3 separate regions of the Zea mays genome follow, and all the other regions are linked to region 2. Evidence: chromatin contacts called from public Hi-C data. All regions are on one chromosome and are shown on one strand. Each heading gives the region's core, a stretch centred on a gene start, on an enhancer-like site or on the middle of the called end of the contact. The rest is flanking DNA. Distances are from core to core; before and after follow the strand shown.

What was found. A called contact is a pair of places that touch in the nucleus more often than the background predicts.
Region 1: a contact with region 2 is called in a Hi-C map of ear, with 5 times the contacts expected there. The contact joins the promoter of LOC100273774 here to the promoter of LOC100286294 in region 2. A contact is called at or near these places in 8 of 25 Hi-C or Micro-C datasets (bundle sheath, ear, leaf and 2 more) and 2 of 3 datasets of contacts at active chromatin or transcription factors (leaf and seedling).
Region 3: a contact with region 2 is called in a Hi-C map of ear, with 3 times the contacts expected there. The contact joins the promoter of LOC100281588 here to the promoter of LOC100286294 in region 2. A contact is called at or near these places in 2 of 25 Hi-C or Micro-C datasets (ear and leaf).

The regions. Positions count from the first base shown.
Region 1 is chr9:98,799,957-98,804,239 of Zm-B73-REFERENCE-NAM-5.0, forward strand. It overlaps LOC100273774 (Isoleucine--tRNA ligase cytoplasmic), which reads right to left and starts at 2,645. Exons shown (of 27, transcript XM_008661558.4): 1 at 1,879-2,645; 2 at 1,054-1,119; 3 at 830-973; 4 at 447-643. The coding sequence starts at 2,412.
Region 2 is chr9:99,141,338-99,145,776 of Zm-B73-REFERENCE-NAM-5.0, forward strand. LOC100286294 (40S ribosomal protein S14) reads right to left here and starts at 3,027. Exons shown (of 6, transcript NM_001159181.2): 1 at 2,821-3,027; 2 at 1,929-2,048; 3 at 1,804-1,849; 4 at 1,636-1,721; 5 at 1,372-1,501; 6 at 934-1,243. The coding sequence starts at 2,823. The coding sequence ends at 1,176.
Region 3 is chr9:99,579,101-99,583,425 of Zm-B73-REFERENCE-NAM-5.0, forward strand. LOC100281588 (purple acid phosphatase) reads left to right here and starts at 1,413. Exons shown (of 10, transcript NM_001154507.3): 1 at 1,413-1,582; 2 at 2,909-3,105; 3 at 3,188-3,385; 4 at 3,729-3,840. The coding sequence starts at 2,935. It overlaps LOC100277198 (ER membrane protein complex subunit 7-like protein), which reads right to left and starts at 1,100. Exons shown (of 7, transcript NM_001407177.1): 1 at 878-1,100; 2 at 732-775. The coding sequence starts at 975.

The DNA.
Region 1 (4,283 bases), core at 1,395-3,894, 340 kb before region 2:
GTGCTTGGTAAATGAATAATATCCACAACCTACAATACTTCAGTAAAGTGTGGAGTGGAACTGTTGTTGGAGACTTGGAGTAAGCAAGCTATATCAATGCAAGATATCCAAATGCAGAATGTTTTGTAAAGTTGTAGATGGATGTCCAAAGTCCAAAGCTATATGGATTTATCAGTTATGAACTTAGCTCAGAGAAGAAACACCTTATAAAATAAATCAGTGGCTAACATAAGGATAACAGGAAGGTAGTCTAAGGAAGACCTTCATATTCCAGTCGCACCATGAGTAAATAGAATTGGAAATTCTAGTTCATAAGTTTTAACACGGAAGTGCTGGTAAGTGATGATACATGTAATGTAGATCACATTAACATAATGGTGTGGATATCATATCCTACGTAAACAAGTCCAACTACAAGATTGATCTAAATTTAAAAGAGTACTCACTTTAAGCCAACCAAGGATACCCCAGGAATCTTTGACAACAGCTCATATGATTCCTTGTCCAAACCATCCTGAACAGCTTCAATATTGCTTCCCTTTGAAGGTGCCTGCTTCTTTCCTGAAGCTTTGGCCTTAACTGGTAACTGCCCAAGCCTGGATTCTGCAATAACATATACTGCTCCATTTGATTTGTCTTTAACCTGTTTGTACACAGTAAGTGTCCTCAATGGAATGTAATAAACAGCAGTTTACAAGTTGAGAAGTGTGTGAATGGCAAATATCCAATAAACTGGGGTGGCTTGTAGACATGCAGCGGAATAGGAAGACAGTGTACCAAAATTACAAAAAGAAAAGAAAAATAGGGTTCAAAACAGCAAAGTACCAACCTTTGCATATGTAAGATTGGCATTGACACACAGCGCTAGGTTACTTGGAAGTGTCCAGGGTGTTGTAGTCCATGCAACAAGAGCTGCATTGTCCGCATCGCCAACAATAGGGAAGGATACCATCACCGCTGGGTCAGGAACAGTCTAGGATACAACTTAAAAGTCAGTTACTATAAACAGCAACAATAAAATTAGCTAGGTCAGCTAGGAAGCCAATAACCAACCCTATAGTCCAGTGCTGCCTCAAAGTTTGACAGTGCAGTTTTGCATCCTGTGCTGTAAGGCATGACCTATACCAAGAACAAAGAGTTCATGAGGTTTTAAGAAATTCCCTGCAATACAATGAACAAAAATATAACTTAGATCCATTTCCTCATTTCTATTGTCAGACTATCTCCAGCAGACTCCCTATCCCACTTCCTATATTACTCCCTATTTTAAACTCCACTCTACAAACAGTATAATCTACAATGTAAAACAGTACTTTGTACGGCCGTTTACACGGTCTGCTGGAGATGGCCTCAGATACTCTATTTGTTTCTTGTTTTTCTCTTCAGTCGAGAAGGGTTCAAAACAATTTGTACAAAAATAGTACTTGCTGTACATTAGCAGCAATTACAGTGCACAGATTATCCTACAAGCCACACATAACTCCCAAGATTACAACCACACCACACGCCTAAAGAAACATGTGTGCTGTCACAAAGCCGAGATCAACAAAATAAAAATGGCATTCTCTTACCTTACAGAAGCAATATTTAAAGCAAGCTAAAAGCTCATATGCAAAATTATAGATCTAATCATAAAGCAGCATATAAGCATAATAACAGTAAAATGTGTAAGGAGATGTACTTCTCGCATTGAGAGGCAGCAGAATTTGCAATGCAGTCGCTATGCAGTCAAAGACACTGTTAAGTTCCCAATTCACTGAACGCTAAGCTTGTCCAACTAAATCCATCGAATCCTACGTTTGTTAAACTTTGTATAACTCAGAATTTTGAGAACCAACATACTCAAAAATTAGCTATGAGGGAGGTTAGAAATGCGACCTTGAAACCCCTATAGACGAGGTCCTTCTCCCATAGCTGGGCAAACACCCACCAGACGCTCTCCATGAAGTTGAGGTCCATGGTTTTGTAGTCGTTCTTGAAGTCAATCCACCTCCCCGTGCGTGTAACCATGGCCTCCCACTCGGAGACGTACTTGGTGACGATGCTGCGGCACGTCTCGTTGTACTTGCCGATGCCGAGGTCGAACACCTGCTGCCGGTTGGTGATGCCGAGCGCCTTATCGATCTCGAACTCGACGGGGAGTCCGTGACAGTCCCATCCGAACCGTCGCGAGACGTGGCGGCCTCGCATCGACTGGTGCCGGGTGACCACGTCCTTGATGGTACCGGCGAGTATGTGGCCGTAATGGGGCAGGCCCGTGGCGAAGGGGGGACCGTCGTAGAATACGAACTCCTCGCCGCCCTCCGTGCGCCGGAGCTGCTCGTGGAAGGCGTCGAGCTTCGCCCACAGCTCGATCACCCCCTCCTCCTGCTCCGGGAAGGAGAAGTCCTTCCCCTCGCACACGTCGTCCATGGCCTCCTATCCTGCAGTCGCGGCGGCGCTGGAGGTAGCTGGGATTCCGAGCGAGACGGGGAATGGGGCTAGGGTTTCGAGCGATGGTGCGTAGGCGGCGGCGAAAGGTAGGGAATGGGATTCGCTTGGAAGGGGAAGACGAGGGTTTAGTGGCCAGCTGAAGCTATGCTCACGTGCTACGGAGGGTCCGAATCCGAACGCGGTTTTTTCATCTTCATCTTTTTTTTTAGGGCTTGTTCGGTTATTCCCAATACACATGGATTGGATGGGATTGGAAAAAATTGAGAAGAGATTTGACTTGTTTGGGATTCAAACCCATCCAATCCTACTCAATCCACATGGATTGAGAGCTAACCGAACAAGCCCTTATGCGGTCGTCGTTCCCTTCCCCCGCATGTTGAGCTACTTTGACATGGTTTTTTAGGCAGCTCCACCTCCAGCATGAACACTATCAAACGGTAAAAAAAAGGTTTTTCTTGAGAGCCTTTCAAGAACTGAAGTCGTTTTTTATTGGAAGTCAGGTCATTAAAAACCTAGCTTATATCAGCTCATTCTATATTTTTCTCATACACTATTTGAGAGAAACACATTAGAAATTATTTTGCTAAACGAATTACAAAATGGTTGTGACATCTTAAAAAAGCCAAGGAGACAAAGCCCGAGTTGTTTTCATAGTAATCGGAACCCTAGCAAAAGGGGTCATAGTATTGTAGTAGCACCCAAAGAACCATTAATGATGGCTATGGTACCCGAAACTCGTATACCCCACGGGTTTTACTCAATATAATGGTAGATTTGGGACGATTTCTTTACCTGTGGGTATGTTAATGGACACAATTCTATACCCATCGAGTAGACGGATATGGGTATGGTACGTACTACCCATACCCGCCTACTCATGGGTAATTTATACTCGCATCTGTCGTACACATACTCTATTTAAATAAGCACATATAAATATATATTAGCTAAAATAAGATCAACTTACATGTTTCTACATTATTCATTTTTTATTTTTTTATTTACTCACATTTAATGTTTTATGATTTTAAGTATGTGATGTATTTATTAGATTTATGCTATTTAATATGTGTTTAGCGGGTATCTAATCAGATGGGGGTTACGCGATGGATTTTTTACTCATGCGGGTACGGGTATGGGTTTTTAACGGGTATATTTTTACCTCGCGGATATCGGTATGGGTAAGCAGTACCTAGCGGGTATGTACACGTTGCCATCTCTAAGAACCATTGGGCTATCTCCAGCATCTCTCCTATCTCATTTTCTATTGTATCTCCTATTTCAAAATATATTCTGTAAGCAGTGTCATCTATAGTGCTGTAATACTCAAAATTGTGTACAAGAAATACATAGAGGATTTCCTCATTTTATGTTCCATATTTGCATCATAAAAAGAGCACACATATAATTGAGAGTGATTAATTAAAACCAATAATACCAAAATAAAAGAAAAATTGCATCATGCTGGAGTTATATGTTTGTGCATTAAATGAAATAATAATGTTAATGATAATAAGATAATAATTACTAGAAAGCTTGAATCCTAAATTGAGAATTAGGGTTTGAATTAAGAGAAGGGAAGAACTGAGAAAAATACTACATAAAATAAAATAAAAATCAGAATAAATACCCTTCACACTTATATTATTAAACTATACAATTCAAACTGAGGACAAGTTATTCACAATATTTGAATTTAAACTTGAATTCAAATTGGATTTGAAAATGGAGAAAAAAAAAGAAATGGAAAAGAAAAGAATAAAGAAAACCTAGCCTAACTGGGCCCTGAACTCGTATTCGGCCCAATACGCTTTTTCACCCGCGCGGACCATGCCGTGTCTTTCCCCACG
Region 2 (4,439 bases), core at 1,777-4,276:
AGATACGGTGGAGTTGGTTGTTGGTGTCCGGCTGTGAACACGACAGCCTTTGTTGTCGGCTCTTGTCTGCTTTGCGAAGGACTTCGAGTCGAACCCAGTGGTCCACCGCCGAATCCGCCCGATTCCGACCTCCTGCTGCCCTGCTTCACATCGAACACGGACAACGCATGCCGCGAGCGAACCGGCGACACGGGGGAGAAGGACGTCAGGGGAACAAAGTAGGAGAGGGAAGATTCCGGCTTTGGACGCGAGGATGCAATTGCCACCATATAGCGGACGCTTCTTCATCTGCCATATTTAGAGGATTCTTAACGAACGGTAAATTTTACGGTCTCCTTTAGCGGACGTTGTTGGAGGGGTTGCGCACGCCACCGTACTCTAAATTTAGCGTATAGACGCATATATTCTTTTACTTTCTACTTTAATCTATGAGCTTTGCCGATTAGTATCCTCGCATGTGATAGCTATAGCAAACATGTGTGTAGCATGAAGTTACTGTGAGTTGGTTCTGTTGACCAACGATCATGCATGGATTAATTGTGCGTAACAATTTTTCTACAGACAGACAAATAGTACACGCACAGCAGGTACAAGCACTGTACTCAGACATGGGTGACTTTTTAACTCTAATAAACACAATGGGCCTTGGGCATGAAGACAGCAGTAAAGCATCCGTGGACGATACAGAGCACATAGAAGGTGTTGCTTACGGTATTAATCTATGTAGTCGAATTGAAAGAAACCACTTGGCTGGCAAAATTCCTGGTGGCAATAACCCACGCAAAATTATAGTGCGGGCTAGAAGTCGTGCACTAACCAGCCACTGCATCTCCTACGCTGTTGAACTCTATCGATCTCCAGCACCTCTCCTGTCTACGCTGCACGATGGGCTACGTTGCAGGCAGGCAAACATCCACAGTTCCAGAGAAACTATTTCTCCACACAACACGCTCGTATTCGGAAAGCATGCTCAGATCCGCGGGGCAGCAAAACTAGCATAATTGTCAATTCCTCAACCAAAACATTATCAATGCACATCATAGATTCGGCTAACAGTAAATGATCCTCGACATAGAGCAAAATGAGCAAAATTAAAACTCCTTTTGGCAAGCTAATAAACAGCAACGCTACCCAGAGGCCAGTGCAAAGTGATGGCAAATAGCAAGGATACACGCCTACAGCCTCCTTCCCCTCCTACCACCCTTTCTGCGAGTGCTGTCAGTGGGAACCGGGGTAACATCCTCTGCACATAACACGAATGTTGCATTAACAAACAGAAACAATGAGGTGCCCAGTTATGATAGCTAGCACAACTTCATTGAAATGGGGCAAACCGGTACGGCTAGCCCTTGCAAGATTACGATTTCTTACCAATGCGTCCAATTTTCATCCCAGAACGAGCAAGAGCCCTGAGAGCAGACTGAGCACCAGGTCCAGGGGTCTTGGTCTTGTTGCCTCCAGTTGCACGAAGCTTAATGTGCAGCGCGGTGATACCGAGCTCCTGAAGACACAAGACCAAGTCACTTATCTGCCCACAGCAACCTAAGCAGCCTTACATAATCCTAAGCTTCAATTTAATTAAGCAAACATCATCTTTGGATACACAGACGAAATTCCAGGCTTCACTACAAATACCTTGCAACGCTGTGCAACATCTTGAGCAGCAAGCATAGCAGCATAAGGAGACGACTCATCACGATCAGCCTTAACCTTCATGCCACCTACATAGTTTAGCACACAATAGTTAAAACTAAATACTTTTGACATCTAGGTCAAGTATGAACCCAGGTTGTAGGATGGTACCAGTGATCCGAACCAAAGTTTCCCTCCCAGACAAATCAGTGACATGCTGCATATTACACCATCACAGTTACAATGGGAAAGATAATGAAAAGGCTCATACAAAGGGAAAAACATATAGCACTCACAATGAAGGTGTCATTGAAGGATGCAAAGATGTGAGCAACACCAAAGACAAACTCTCCTTCACGGACAGTGGGTCCAAGGGTAACGTTCTCCTCCTTGGGCTCCCTGGTCTTCCTCCTCGACTGCAAACATATACTACTATCAGATGACATCGAATTTATTGTCGTGTTAACAACCACCAGAAACAATTTCACCATGCACAATGAGTGAACCTGAGTTCATAACACATGTTGTGATTTTAGTAGCCTAACAGAATCAAAAGGCCATACTAGTTGAACACAATATAGTGAGAATAAATAGCCTGTCGGTGGATTTACACTAAGAAAAAAACTAACTAGGATTCATAGAGTGAACATTGACAGAAGCAATTCAACAGCGAATCAGTCTCGGTATACTAATCAAGCCAATCGTGTCAAGTACTAAAACAAGACTACCATCAGGATATATATTGTGAACAGACCAAGTTTCATAAATAATTCAACCCCAAGCAAGACCCCAGGCAATCAGCATCTCTAACTCTTTAGCTCGGAAGTAGTAGGTAATCAGCATCCCTAACTCTAGTCATATCAATACTTCCATAGTCACGGTATTAACTGCGCATCCCAAATATTACATTTGACAGCTAAACATCTTAACCTAGAACACTGATACATCGCGTAGATTCGCAACAAAATTGCCCCAGCACATCACCTAGGTCTTCAATCTAGGAGCACACGTTACAGTCAGCTAATTCGGCGAAAGACAAAGCACGGTTGCGATGCAGCAGCCAACAGAGCATAAGCTCCAATCAACAACTTTCCAAAGCAAATCTACGCTCTCAGGAACCCCCACCGCTACCGTGCTTGCGCCTAATCCGCGAACTAACCTTAACCAGACGAGAAGAGGATCGCTTACCATGGTTGCGTGGATCGACGGGTGACCGGAGCCGAGCTCGCCTGGGGTTGAGACCGCCGCTACCTACGCCGCCGCCGAAACTTCAGAAGGACGACAGACGCGTGGTGCTCATTTATATACTAGGCCGCAGCTCGCTAGGGTTTAGTCCCACCTTTACTCAACGCAAGTTCTTTTGCCCTCGCTCTTCTTTTGCTGCCACTGGGCCACAGTTCTTACACTAGGACCGTCCCTGTAATTTGGTGGCTTGGACAACCAACGGGCTGAAAATCTTTGGGCTATCTGGGCTGGATATACAGTCCATTTAGCCTCTATAATCTTCACCGCCTTGTCTCAGACATTTCATCACTTTTTAATATAAGACTATCTAAAATTTTAGGGTAAGAGATAAAAGATGATTGTATGAATCGCCAGACAATGTTTTGTATCTACAATTTATAACATTCTATTTGTCTCGCTCTCGTCGCATATAACCAAATATTTTTCAAATAAAACTACATCTATTCCTAAATCTAAACAAGGTCTTAAGAATGTGTTTACGTGTGTACTTTTTGTCACAATTGGGTTTTACATTAAGAGCAACTCCAATTTAACCCAACTTCTCTACATCATCCATCAATAGATGAGGGGCTCTCTCATTCTTCTCTCTTGAACCTTCATATGCACAAAGCCTCATTATTGTCTATAATAATATAATATAAAATAGAAAGATAATTTAGAGGATCAATTAAAGTGTGTTAAGAAGTTAGGATGAGAGACTTTTATTTGAGGGGATAGTGAGCTAAATTTTGAGGGATCGGTTGTGATAATTGACAAGTGGTTGTCTCCGTACCGAGGGAATAAATAAATGACAACATATCTCGGGCACATGGAAGTTTAGTGCATATGGTGCACATATTAAATCGGCACCACTCATCTTACATCTAACGTCTCTAGTTGTTTGATATATTTTGCTAAATACGCCCTCCGATGTGGTGGGTGTAGTGGTGGAAGGTATTATTTGTAAAATGCAATGATCAACCAGAGACGTTAGATCTAACATGAATAGTGATGATTTAATATGTGCACTAAACTTCCATGTATACCAGATATGTCCTCTAAATAAATAAATTTACACCCACATTGTACACCCCAATGCAGTGATGTACTAGAACAGATATACAATTAAAATTTAGGTTATTTTGATCCATGCCACTACAATTTTAAACTTCTAACATATGCAATTATTGTTCATATATTTGGAAACTTATCACTACAATTATGTAATACCCAAATTCAGTTAAAAATAGGATTAGTACAAACTATATGTGATGTGTTTTCGTATTTATTTAACATGTAAGTTCTCATGATTAGGTCATTAACTTAAAAAATATATAAATTATGGGGTGTTTAAAACTGTTTCGCTTTATGAAATCTAGCTTAGCTCTATAAAATTGTACCCAAACACTTCCAGCTTCAATGGCTCAGCTTTACAAAAATAGGTAAAGTTGGGGCTAACTTCGTATTTTTAACAAAGCAGTAAAAAGGGTGCTTCACTAACCATGTTTTCTAATAAACTCGTGAAGTTATAGAATATTTACCCACTATTGCCACAGATTACATTAAAAACGATACATTCTTTT
Region 3 (4,325 bases), core at 163-2,662, 440 kb after region 2:
TACAAACCATTTCAGAAGCATTGATCAGAACATCGTAGCAACGCGGATATCCACAAATCAAGAAAACTAGTTTAGTGGTGTGGAGAGACAGAAGCCAGACAAAAACATATCAGAGCCCCTCCAATTGCACGCACCTTATCACAAACCATGCTGGCATGGCATCATTCTATCATAAAAGAAAGATCTTCTTGCAAATTCATTAGGTTACTACACTGACATTAGCAGAAATCAAAATATCAACAACAGAATTTCTACATCTGTATACTCCCCTTTTTTCGGACAGAACACAGCTGCTGATTCATTTTAGTTTGCATTAAACACCAGAGAACAGGAAAAGCACACACACACTTGCACAATTCAGGGCTGTACTTAAGTTTGCAAGCTATAAGTTTAGTTAAAACTTCACAAAATCATTTACCATGGATGATCCTAAAACCAACAAGCAGCCGGGCTCTCATCAATTTGCGTCAGTTCAACATTCAGTAAATGCTTGCATACCTCTAATTTCCTAGCAATCAAAACTGCTTCAATAGGCAGCTTTAGTTACATGAATGAATTGTTTGAAATCCACACAAAATACAGGCATATCCAGCAACCAAAAAGAGCACTAAATCGAAACTTGCAAAAGATATACCCCAGAGCAACATCAGGAGCAACTAATTTAGAACTGAGTGACACTTATACAATCCCTAAACGATGCAAACCTAGGCAGTGGGAGCTGGATCACTTACCATCGATCTTGACGCGGCCGGCGATCGTGTAACCCTCTCCAGACCTAGAGCCACCAACGACAAGCGCCAAATCGGGAGAGCGGTCAGCAAAGCATCCGGCCGATCGGATCACGGAACGAGCGTAGGTGAAGGACAGGGACACCTACCCGGCTTGATGCGCTGCCGCGGTACCGAGGCAGGCCGATGTGACGGACACGAGGAGAAACAGGAGCAAGTGCCCGTGGCAGAGGGAGGAAGCGGCCATCGTCGCCGTGGTCGTCGTTGCTCGTCACGGTCGCCGAAGGCCGGAAGGGGGCAGTAGAGCTGGTCGGCTCGTCGCGGCCTTTTTCGGTTTGTGATGTGACGGATGGTTGCACTTCGGTTCGGTTTATTCTCATAGTGGGCTTCGGTCGAGCTCTTATTTTGGCTCAAACGCAATGGGCTCTATTGGGTCTAGTTGGGCTAGGCTAGTGATCTATCCTATCCTGATGATCAGATCCGGCCCAGAAAACCGTGGAATCTGTCAGGTGACGAGAGGAGAGAGAGACGGCGGCGGGCCCGCCGCCAACCAACCTTAATGAGTGTCGCAGTCGCAGGTGGGACCCGTTTGTCAGTTATGTGACTCATCCCGGATTCCCGGTCCAGGCTGGCGTCGCAAATGAGTGGGCTGGGCTCTTATATTTGCCGTTCCGTCACGGCTTTGCTCGCCAAACTGACTGATTGTCTGATTGTGATTGCGGCAGCACCGCCGACCACGAGCCCGCCGAAAGGCTCCTCCGCCTGCCGTTCCAGGGTGCACTGCCGCCATTGCTCATCTCCCCGTGGTGCGGAGGTCCACCCGGGCGCCAATTGGTCTCCTCTTTCGTTGGCAGGTAATCCTAGGACGGCCTCCGTTTCTCTGAAGAGTTGTCTCGCTTGCTAGCAGATCCAAATCTTGTCTGTCTCTGTCTCTGTCTCTACGTTGGTTCGGTGTGTTGTGTACTGGTGTACTGCGTGGTGCCCTGTTAGTCCAAATCCATTTATCCATATTTTGGCTAGGTTTCTTTGCTTCTTCATCAGGCTCAAGATCGACACTAGTTGGCTGGCACCACACTACTTCTTGAGTTCTTGGTGCCCAATAAATCGGGGATACAACGAAACTCGTGCGAACTGTTGTTCGTGCAGAACTTATTATAAACAAAATCAAACACTTTTTGCAAAGGTTATGTGTCCTGAGCCTACTGATGTGTTAAGAAAAAATCACTCAGAATTACTACTCTTGTTAAATGGATGGTGAGTATGAAATCCCAAGCAGAAATGAATTCAGTTGTTAGAATAGTTCCTAGTTTCTGCTCACCTTTAGCGCATCAAGAAAAAACCAAGTAAAGAGAAAGAGGTACTGTCGTTGGAATTGAAGTGCATGTTATCAGGTGCCTGAGACTTATTTGTCTTCGTTTGTCCTTCCTCATCTGCACACTTGTGCTGCTCCGTATGTTCTTTCTTCTATTTGTTTGCTCTTACTATTTCTTGAATGACAGCTCTACGGCCAATAAATATGTAGTTTGGCCGTGTTCTCCTATTCGGTTTTTTTTTCACACTAGAGTACGCGCTGTAGATTTACTTAAGATGGTTGTTTCTATGATTCAAGATTCTTTCTATCCTTTTTTAGTTGGACTACAATAGGTTCCTAGTAACCTCGAATGGTTATGATCTATATTGTCATGGGTAGGGTCCACCAGACTAATAGCTGGAAAATTGGATGTTTTCCTTTTCTATGAGATATTCTAAAAGATTCTTCCTTCATTGGTTTCTGCAAAAGACTTGCCAGCTACTTTTACTATGTAATAAATGAGTAATCATATTTGCATTTAAGGGCGATGTGTCATGGTTTGGCAATATCACGATAATAAGGCAACGTTAATGTTTCTTTAGCCATATTCTGACATTGTATTTAAGACCGCAGTGATGATATTAGATTCTTAGGCTAATCGTGTTAATACCAAAGAATCGAACTAATCAGATCTATATGTTCTGCTGTTCTTACACAATTTAATAACTTTAGTTGCTATTCTTCAGTTCTTCTGACCATGTCTTGTGTGTAGTAGTAATACAGCGTTGCTGGTTCATTGGTATAATATTTCTGTTTTCTGATCAGTGAAAACTAGTTCATTTGCAATCCAATGAATCTCTTAATCATTTTTGCAACTTTGTAATTTTAGACTGAGTGGCATCCAATCCTGAATCAATGAGGGGCTGGGGTTTGCTCGTGTTATCGCTACATGTTCTTTCATGCCTGGTTAGTGGCGTTGCTTCTGGTCGAACAAGCTCTTATGTGCGCACAGAGTTTCCATCTACAGATATACCTCTAGAAAGTGAATGGTTTGCTATTCCAAAGGGATACAATGCTCCACAGCAGGTAACTTTGTCACCAGATTCCAGCTCATTATTAGTGTTATCATTGTAAAGTCTGTTTAGTGCTTACATCATGCTGGTACCAGGTTCATATCACTCAAGGTGATTATGATGGAAAGGCAGTTATAGTATCTTGGGTTACTCCAGAAGAACCTGGGCCAAGTGAAGTATTTTATGGCAAGGAGAAGCTATATGACCAGAAAGCAGAAGGAACAACAACAAACTATACGTTTTACGATTACAAATCTGGATACATACACCATTGCCTTGTCGATGGCCTTGAGGTAAAATACTAATATATATTTTTTTTCTATACTTCAATTCAGGATTTATGTTATATTCTTATTCAAAATGTTTGCCCTGCACACTATTCACCCTGCCAACTATCATAACTCAAACAGAATGCTTCTTTGATAGAGATCACTTCTCTTGATGAAACAAATTTTTTAATGCAGCTACTTTGTTTAATGCTATTTATGCAGCTACCTCTCAATTAGTATGCACATGTTGAATTGACCACGGAATTTTATTTTATCAGATTTTAACTGTACAAGGTTATTTTATTCGAACCTGATGCTACGTAAAATTGCAAATATATGCTGTAACTTTATTGTTTGCACTTTGCAGTATAACACTAAATATTATTACAAGATTGGAAGCGGAAATTCAGCTCGAGAATTCTGGTTTGAAACGCCTCCAGCAATTGATCCAGATGCATCATACACATTTGGCATCATAGGTTTGTCTTTCCTTATTTAATTATTAATACTCTATGTTACTACATATTGTCGTTCAATTGTGTTGGACCTCTTCAACCCCTAGCCTAGCTAGGTTGCTTGAAACACATAGAGCTGTGTGAAATGATAGCAACTATTGGTGTCAAATTGCTTTTGACCTTGCCTAGCTAGCTAGAAATTGGAGCAAACAATACCTTGTGGGCTATCTCTGCAATGTTGACCATAGAAAATATAAATAATCATGGCATGCATGTCTAAAGGGACACATATCCCCACCATCATGCAGACATACTTGTTAGTTAGATGGGGCGAGGTAGAGAAGGGAAAGTTTGTCTCATCAAACACAACATACCAGGAGACAATGATGCGGTTGGAAGAGAGATCAAGACTCCAATACCTCTTATGATTAGAAGAGTATCCAAGGAAGACATACGGAGTGGAACGTGCAAGGACCGAGTGAAAGCATTATCAAACTTGCGCCCGCACT